Regions from separate parts of the Capsicum annuum genome. Here region 1 is linked to region 2. A link is a contact called in public Hi-C data. All regions are on one chromosome and are shown on one strand. Each heading gives the region's core, a stretch centred on a gene start, on an enhancer-like site or on the middle of the called end of the contact. The rest is flanking DNA. Distances are from core to core; before and after follow the strand shown.

Region 1 (4,981 bases), core at 522-3,021, 160 kb before region 2:
ATGTCGAAATAGGTGCGAATGGAACAAGTGGAATGTTATGTTTACGAGTGACAATATAGGGTTCAACCAAAATAACACTAACATATTGTCTTCAGAACTTTATTTACACAATCAGAAAAAGAGTTTTTGATACAGCAAACTGATTGATCAAAAATTTAGGTGCACATGTATGGATTATATTCCTTTATATGATGGATCAAAAATCTCATCAGAAGAAAGTCACCTACAAGAAACTCATCCCAACTTAATCATGAACAGAGTCTCTACCTAAAACAAAATTTTAATTAGGGGTCTTAAGTATACACAAATACACATAAAATATAGTGTTCTCAAATGACATAAAGCTTTAATTCTTATTAACAAGATGTAAGTAATGTTTTTGCAATAATTTACTTTGGATTTTGTTGTAAAGACTTTATTTATTAATACGATATTCAAGTTATTTATTGAAAGTTCTAAAATGTTTTCGATAAAGGATAGATAGTTTTCTTTTTTCCCTGTTATACAAAATTTTAACCCTTTTTTTTTACAATTTCAATATTGTTTTAAATGAAATAAAAACAGTAAAAAATTATGAGACACTGAATATAAACTATACTCATAATACAGAAATATGAAGCATAAATTAAGCTCGCAAGCATGCAATTATTCATCTTCCCAACACCCCACCTCCCCCAACAAGATAACTTCAACCCAGAAAATTCAACAACTATATGTATCTTTTAAAGTTATCAAACTACTATTTTGTTGCTGTTATAGATACTTTCTCATAACTTTGATTTGTCGCAGCCTAGCGTCTTTCAGAAACAACCTTTTTACCTCCATGAAGTAGGGGTGAAGTCTCGGTACATTCTACCCTACTCTACAATTACCAGGCCCCACTTGTGAGATTTCACTAGGTATAGTATTGTTGTTGTAACCTATTCCTATCACATTTCATCAATTAAACACCAACCCACCAAAATTTACTCTACAAATCAACTAAATACAAATTAAATCCACAATTATCATTAAAAAAAACGAATCCACTAACCAAAAGATGTATAGTAGCACCACCAATGCCACGATCACCAGGACCAGTAAACTCAACTCTTGCTTCATTCTCATAAAAACAAGCTCCTTTCCAACTAATCGACCCGTTATTTGGAGCAAGTGATCCAATATAAGTTGGCAACAAATCAATTGCACTATGCAAACTACTAAGCACGGGCCAAGAAACTTGACGGGGTAATACCGGAAGTACATCCTTAACCCTAAATGGCATTTTCAATGCATTCCCAAAACCTAAATTTAACCCAATTCCCAATATCCATAGCAATGTTAAAAAACACAGCTTCTTTGGTCTATACATCACTGAAAAAGGTGAATTTAACAGCAATTTGCAGATCCTTGATTATGGATATTTTGGGAATTTCTTTTGGGAATTATTCAGATTCGATTTAGGGTTCCATTGGGTGGAAAAATTTGAGTTTCGAATTGGGATTTTTTTGTTGGATTTATTGAGAAGGGGATGAGATTTGGGAAATGTGGGTGTTATTGTTCGTTAGGTTTGTGTTATGATTGAAGTGGATATTCCCAAATTCTTTAGATAGTACAATATTGGGAAAATTTTATTTTATTTTATTTGAAGAATAGGTAGGATTAATAATAGAAAATTGTGAGTTATAGTTTTTATAATGTTTAAAGTGGGTACGTGACAAATCTATTATTGATGAAAAGGACAGAGTTGCTTTGGTGATATCATTGTCTTTGAGACCAGATTCAAAGTTCCTACAAGGTCTTCTCTTTTTTTAATTGTTCTATTTCGACTTCCTTGAAAAGAAATTACTTGCAATGTGTTGATTTCCTGTATGGTAAATTATACTCCCGTCGTCTCAAATTATTCATTCCAAATTCAAATAACACATTAATTAAAAAAATAATTAATGACATAACTAATTTATCATTGTACTCCTATTAAATAATATTTACATTTTAATTTGAAAAAAAAATTAATGCAAAGGGTAAAACATAGAAAAAAAATTATTTCTTCTTGATTAATGAAAAAAAATAAGTAAAATGAAAAATCATATTAAAAAATTTAAGATAGATAATTTGAAACGGAGGAAGTATTATGGTTTTGAAGTGGGTGACAGATAACGAATTAACAATAAACATTTAATCGTTAAATAACAATGTTTTTTTATTCTCGCTTTTTTTTTTAATCTAGGACGACTCAAATCTAAAATCTCTAGTTAAGAATCAAAGATTATTTATCACTCCACCATAATCATTATTAATAGGGTATGTAGTAGTTGTAAGTATTTACATCAAGTCAAAAAAATTAACTTTAGTAAAAATTATATTAATTAATGTAGAAGTATGTCACTTATAATATATTTATGTAGAAGAAGAAAAAGATTGTCCGATGTATTAAAGTTTTCATTATGTATAAGATCCAAAAAAACTAATTTGATATAAATATTGAATATGAATTTATTTTTTTTGATAAGTAACATTTTATTTACCAAAATGACCATACATAACAGAAAGCAGAGTTGGACAAAACCTGTCTCAAATCTTGGTACAGCCTCCAATCAAAACTGCCCCTATCTATACTATCTTAGCAAATTAGTGGTACATATTAAGAGTTTGCATCCTATTTATGAGCTTAACTTACTGGAATCCTCGAACATATATAGCCTGTATGACTTGTCGAATAATAATCTCAGATGTGTTTTGTTTGTGCTGAAAAATGTGGTTATTTCTTTCCATCCATAAATAATAAACAGCTCCAGCCATAGTCATATGAAATATTTGTGCTTTGCTACTTCAACCCTCCATACTTCTAATAGCCCACTATACCTCCTAACTCCATGGCAAATTATACCTCAGAATTTCTTACCATTGTAACAACTTACACCATACTATACCAGAAAATCTACATGCAAAAAATAAGTGATCAATATCCTCATCGAGTTCCCGACACAATGGATATATCAGAGATTCAACTAAAACCCACTTAGCTAGCCTAGTATTCCAGGCAAGATACAAAATAAACAACCACCTAGGAGCTCCATAATTTGACCAAACAAGTTTCCCCCAATTCACCGATTCCATCACACCCCTTATTTTTCCATACATTTCTTTTATAGAATACTTCTCCATGCTCAGTATATCTTGTTCAATAAACCCAACAACTTAGAGATGTTTAAACGTCTTCAAGATTCTATGGACCAACCATGATGCTTACCTGTTCTGTAATCCCCAAACATCATCATTCCCATAATAAATGCCACCCAAATAACCTCGAAACACCCTAGGTTTTGATCATTAGAAAATTTCCTGGGTTTTGGACTCTCTGGACATCATACGACTCACCATATCAGTTGTATGGTGTGGGTATGGTTCAGGTGGCCCAGTCGTATGTTGTCCAGTATTGGTGGTGGAGTTTTTAGAATGGGTATGACTAGGTGGGTACGAGTCGAATAGTTGGTGACAGGTCGTATGGTTGGTGATGGGTCATTTGGTCGGGTATAGTCCAACGCTTATGTTGGACAGTGTCCAATCCCTCTCAATTCTGCCTAAGGTACGATTTTATGGTACTAATCGTATGGTTGGGTACGATTGGGGTTTGGTGGTCGTATGTTTGACAGTGTTAGATGCCTAAGGTACGAGTGGTGGATACCACTCGTATGTAATTGTACGAGTGGTATGGTGGATTCGTACCCTCCTATGGGAATTTTATACTGTATAAGTTGGGGGTATTCTGGAGATTTTCCCTTATAACTCTTTGGGACCCTACAATGCAAAACACCCTTTTAAGGCTTCATTAACCTATTTGCAATCACTCAAACACTCTAAACTCTCTTAAAAACTCTCAAGGCTCTTGGGTTAAGTAAAAGCTAGGGTTTCCTTCAAGGTGGTCTATTAAAGCTCATAGGGGTGATTTCTTCTCATCTTCTTCTTAATCTAAGGCAAGATACTCCTTCCTCATTGTTAGTTCTAACTAAAGACATATTTTATGAATTGTTTGCATGACATAATTGTTGTATGGTTTTGAGTTTTCAAATATATGTTGGGGGTTTTGGTTATAATGGTTGGTTATGGTTTTCCTATGTCTTATACTTATGGTTTTCATATTATTATGGTGGCTTGAACATTCGGTTGCAAAGGAATGGCTAATTGGTACTTGGTTTTGGCTTTGAAAACATTATGCCCCCAACATATTAAATGCCTATGAGAATATTTTTGGTTAAATTATTAGACTTTCATTAACCTATTGCATGTATAACTTGGTAATGGAACCCTAAATGGTTTAAATGATTTGGAATGGTTAAATGGTAAGGTCTTGGTGGTTATGGTTGGTCTAATTGAAAGCCTTGTGGGGTACAAGGGAATCCCTCAAGCAACTTAATAATGAAACACTTGTGGGGTACATGAGATCGCCCTAAGCAACTAAATAATGTAATCTATGGGTACATGGGAATCCCTTCTTCTCTATAGGTTGCTTAGGACATTACCTGCAAGCTATAGTCGGTATGATGATACCACTTCTTATAGCCTTGGTTAATAATAAATAGAATGGTGGTATGGTTACATAGGAATAGTTTTAATTGGGCAACAATGACGGGGTGTGATAGCTAATCGTAGAAGGTGTGAGTCCAATAGACGGACATTGGAAACTCATGTTTGCCGACATGAGGATTGGTCATGGCAACGATATATGATACTTACGGGGTACATGGAAATTCTCTAAGTATACTTATACATATATATCATGGAGAGCAAAGGGTACTCAAAAATCGCCTACTTTTACGATATCTTCGATTCGTGCAGCTACACGCATCGGGGCCTGTTCAGGTGGTTACACTTATGGTTGTGAATGTATATGGTTGTTTACTTGGTTTTAAAGGTTTACATTATTTTATCCTAATCCTGAGTACTTTCTAACTTACAACCGCTAACCCATCTTCGGGCGACTGTATCCCCACGCGATATA
Region 2 (5,010 bases), core at 363-2,862:
TTTTTTCCTTTTTTTTTGAAATTTTTTTTCGGAATTGGAAATGGTGGTGTTTGGCCATGAAAATTTGAACAATAATTTCGAAAATAAATTCTGAAAAGGGAAAACAGGTTTTTGGTGTTTTCACAATTTTCCAACTCCAATTCCAATTTTTATTATTATTACATATAACCCCAATCTTTTAAGTTTTTACATAAAACTCTCTTTATAACATTACTTTTTCAATATTATGTATATAGCAGTTTTAAAGAATAAGATAATTATAATTTCAAACTTAATGCTATCATAATTAATATATATCTCTTTTTCTCTCTTATTTAAGACATTATTTTACTGCTAATGATCTTAATTACTATAATATAATAATAATAATAATTTTTCTATTGTGATACGGACGTTTAAAGAATTATAGTCATGTAATTAATAATGGATAATCGTTTTCTATATTTATGAAATTAATAAAGTTGTAACATCTTAGTTTAACACCGCCACAAATTATTCTTATTTTTAATTTGATTATATATATTATATTGTGTACATCTTTATTATATTATTCAAATATAAATAGTTTATACCATATATATGCTAAAAATATAAATCGGTGATACATATTTTTCATAAAAAAAATATGTCTAATTTAACAAATTAATATCTTAAACTGCAACTGCTATCTTTATATACCATAATACTTGGTATCTTTATACAGAAAGTATTATATTTATACCCATAAATATTTAAAGTGTTATATTTATAATAGAAATATACAAAGTATGTTATATATAAAGTTTATACCTTGTATATATCATAGACACACATATATAAATATAGAAAGTATTAAGAAACATACTAAGCATATTTATAACATAAATTTACAAAGTATGTTATATATGAAGTTTATACCATGTATATATCATATACACATATAAATATATAAAGTATAAAGAAACATACTAAGTATATTTATATATTTATGGTATATGATATAATATACCATAAATATGCAAAGTATATTTTACATAAAAATAATTTATTTACACACAGTAAAATCTTTCATGTATAAAAAAATTTAAAAAATAAATTAGCGGCACCCTAAAATTTAATAACAACTCATCATTTCCTATTTTTTAGGAACGAAAAATAAAGGAAATAAATTACTAAAAAAAAGTAAATTTATTTGAAAGATAATATTTGTTACCTAAAAAATAGAAAGTAGTGATCTGTTAATATAAACCCATATTTAAAATTTTTAAATATGACAAAACAACTATTAATGTAAATATTATATACATCATAATTAAATATTATATACATCATAATTGAAATTCATTAAATATGGTGATGTATATGTAATTATTTTTATAAAAGCGGCTAATTGTGTTCTTTTTCGTTAGTAGGTAAATTTTAGTTGGATAATTTTGATAGTTTGTAAAAATTGGGGCATAAAGTCATATTTTAAATTTTTTTTCAAAATTCTAAATTTTTTTTTCAAAAAAGACATGATCAAACACAATTTCAACTCCAATTCTTAAAAATTTTAATTTTCATATTGAAACGGCTACTAAATATTCATTAAAATATTTTTTTTTTAAAGAAAAAGAAACGAGGACATGTATATTGTACCCATGAACAAGACAGAGACATTTATATCACACACACACTCTCCTCTCTTTTTAATATGTTCTCCATTTCCTACTCCTCTTCTTAATTTTCTTGGTATTTTTTCCCCCAAAATTCTAGAACATTCAATTTCCCACATATTTTCCCAAGAAAAAAACTGGGGTTTTCTCATTTTACTATAATATTTGTGGTTTTTGTTCCATTTTTGTTGCATTTATTGTTAGTGTTGTGTACTAAAATGGCAAGAAATGGTGTATTTTCACGGCGGCGTAAGGCGGAGATGGTGGAGGAGTTGGGTGAGTTAAGGGAGATTACTCATGAGGTTCATGTTCTTGCTGTTGATGATAGTCTTGTGGATAGAATTGTTATTGAACGTCTCCTCAAAATTACTTCTTGTAAAGGTGAAAATTTTGTACTTTGTCCCGTTTTGATTTGTTTGGCCTACTTTTCATTTTAGTCTGTCTAAAAAGGAATGACCTTTTAATTTGTTAGCAACTCTTTAGTTTCATCATGTTTTGTACAAAAAAAAAAGTCTCTTTCGTTTTTTAGCAATTCTTTAATTTTAATATGTCGAAGAGCATAAGATTAAATGATATTTGATACATTTGACGTGTTTTTAATTTAAATTTGACATATCTTTAATTTAAGTCTCCGAGCTTTAAAACTTTCTTTAGTTTTTTAAACTTTGTATCTGAGTTAAACTAGGTTAAATAAATTGAAATGGAGGGAGTAATAATTTATTTTTTTTGTGAAAAAGTGGGAGTTTGAAGTGTGTGTTTTATTGAAATTGTACAGTGACTACTGTGGATAGTGGGATGAGAGCATTGAAGTATCTTGGATTGGACGGAGAAGAGAGTTCTGTTAGCATTGATGTAAGGAATTTTTGTGATTTTTTTGTTGGATTTTTTTAATAGATTTTGATATTTTATTTTTGTGATGTTAGGGTTTGAAGGTGGATCTGATAATTACAGATTATTGTATGCCTGGAATGACTGGTTATGATTTGCTCAAAAAGATTAAGGTACTTGTTTTGCCCTTTCTTTTCATTGTTCATTTAGTTTATGTTGCTTGCAATGAAGGAGAGCCTCAGTGGAACCGGTAAAGTTGTTGCCACATGACCAAGAGGTCCGAGCTGATCCTTTTTGCTTGAAAGATTAATGTCTGAGTTTCTTATAGGAAAAATTTAATCAATGTACTTAAGTTTCCAAATTTGTATTTGTGAAACAGGGCTCATCTTTTAGGGAAATTCCAGTTGTAATCATGTCTTCTGAAAATGTTTTGGCTAGAATTGACAGGTACTTTTAAATTCACTTGCTGCTGGATTTTGTACTTCTTATTTCCTTGTGTGCCTTGATATATTCTGTTTGACTAGTGAATTTATAAAATAGAATACATGAAAACGTTGAATATATTTTTGCTAGTGACTTTTGCTTTGGAACCTTGTGTGATTAGATGTTTATAGATTTAGGAACTTCTGGAATTCTCTAGTCTTAAATGAATGGAACGAAGCAAATACTAATTGACATTGCATTTACTTTTTCAAAAAAGAGTCTAAGAACTTTAGTAATACCCCATTGAGGGGCGGAGCCACCCTTGTTCAATGGGAGTCAATTGACATCCTTCTCCGGACACTGTGTAGATAGGTTCATTTTCTTGAGGTATGTATACTATATGTTGAAATCTTTGGCTTGTTTTTGCGTTTATATCTTTATATTTTGAATCTCCTTGTTAAAAATCTTGGCTCTCCCACAGACTCCAAAGAGAGAAGGAAACTTAATAAAACTAGAAGGGTAGTCCCATTGACAACCTAAAGCTATCTTCCAATTAATTTAAGAAAAAATAAATAATCGAGGAAGTAACACTGACAACCTAAAGCTATCTTGCAATTAAATTAAAGATAGCATCAAATCTTTATGGATCCTATGTACATGTGCTTTCAAGATCTGTTTGATTCTTTAATTAATCAATTGTGATAAAATAAGGTTTTGACTTGCATATTTTGGAAGTTGTGATCAGTTATTATTATTGTTCAGCCAGTTTCTTGCATGACCAAAAACAATGTATGAACAACCACTTCATTAGTTTAATGTCATATACCAAAAAAAAGAGTAGTTGGATTCGTACTTTACAATATCATAGTTCAGAGCATCTCTTTGTCTGCTTATTCAATAGTTGTATTTAGTATTATAAAGAAGAATGCATGTTCTTATTCTAGTAAAGTTTGGATTAACAATATATGCAATTTTAGTATGCCACTAATTAATGTTTAGCTTTATATGCAATTTTGTTGTACCACGAATAAATGTCGTTGCATAAAGCATTGTTTGAAGGTCGCATTGTAAAAGTTGTGGCTTTAAGATTGTTTATGAGGAAGAAATGCCTTTAAGAAACAAATTTGGAAAAAGGATGTTTGCTCTTTAACTTAAATTAGTTACTTATCTTGGAGAGGAATCGCTTCCTCAGAGCTATGATATTATCGTTGGTAGTGCAGAATTTAGAGTTTTTTAGTGAGACTCTCGTAATTAAACTGATTCTAATTCTATAACAGATGTCTGGAAGAAGGCGCTGAAGATTTCCTACTGAAGCCGGTGCAATTGGCGGATGTAAAACGTTTGAAGAGTTACATGTTCAACGAGGATCGATTTAGAGGGGAAGAAAAAGGAATGAACAAGAGAAAGTTGCCAGAATCTTCGTCTGATGATTCATCAACCCCAACTCTCTCACCTTCACCATCTTTGTCGCCTTCACCATCGCCCTCACCATCACTTGACCTCTCATCAACACCTTCACCACCATCCACTTCCTCCCCGTCATCCCCCAAAGTATTTTTATCCTCCCTTTGTACTGATTCATCTGTACATTCCACCGATTCTTCCATGCCCTCTTCGCCAACATCACCCGGTTCACCATCAAGACGACTCAAAATGAGCAGCCAAGATTTGTGACGGTATACAGTTTATGTATTTTACTTCCCTTTTTGCTACTTATGGGGTCCTCGAACCCCCCTCCATCATCGCGGCACACAATGTAGACAAACCAATTGCCCCTTAGTACTAGCGAGGTTTTTTGTTGGCTTGTCACTTTTCGGACACATGATCGATGATATCGTTTAATCACACAAGGTTGACAAATATTTGTTCAAATGGCTCAACATTTTCTTGAATTTAATCTATTTACCTATTTTTACATAAATGTATTTGGCAGTAGTAGTATTAATGTATCCAATTCAATGACAGAGATGGGAATTGAATAACGGGATATGGATGTGATATGATTCTGATACGATCATTATTAAATGTCAATTCTTGTCTGCTAAAAGGAATATTGGATTCTGAGTTGAGCTACACATGTTTGATATGTTCCCTTATTCTAAGGACCTTGATCGATCTTGTTTTG

Evidence for each region. A called contact is a pair of places that touch in the nucleus more often than the background predicts.
Region 1: a contact with region 2 is called in a Hi-C map of leaf, with 2.1 times the contacts expected there. The contact joins the promoter of LOC107847681 here to the promoter of LOC107848380 in region 2. A contact is called at or near these places in 2 of 5 Hi-C or Micro-C datasets (bud and leaf).

Annotation. Positions count from the first base shown.
Region 1 is chr11:37,975,208-37,980,188 of UCD10Xv1.1, reverse strand. It overlaps LOC107847681, which reads right to left and starts at 1,771. Exons shown (of 7, transcript XM_016692080.2): 1 at 1,034-1,771. The coding sequence starts at 1,351.
Region 2 is chr11:37,819,160-37,824,169 of UCD10Xv1.1, reverse strand. It overlaps LOC107848380 (two-component response regulator ARR5), which reads left to right and starts at 1,612. Exons shown (of 5, transcript XM_016693143.2): 1 at 1,612-2,015; 2 at 2,410-2,486; 3 at 2,558-2,635; 4 at 2,842-2,909; 5 at 4,163-4,847. The coding sequence starts at 1,853. The coding sequence ends at 4,559.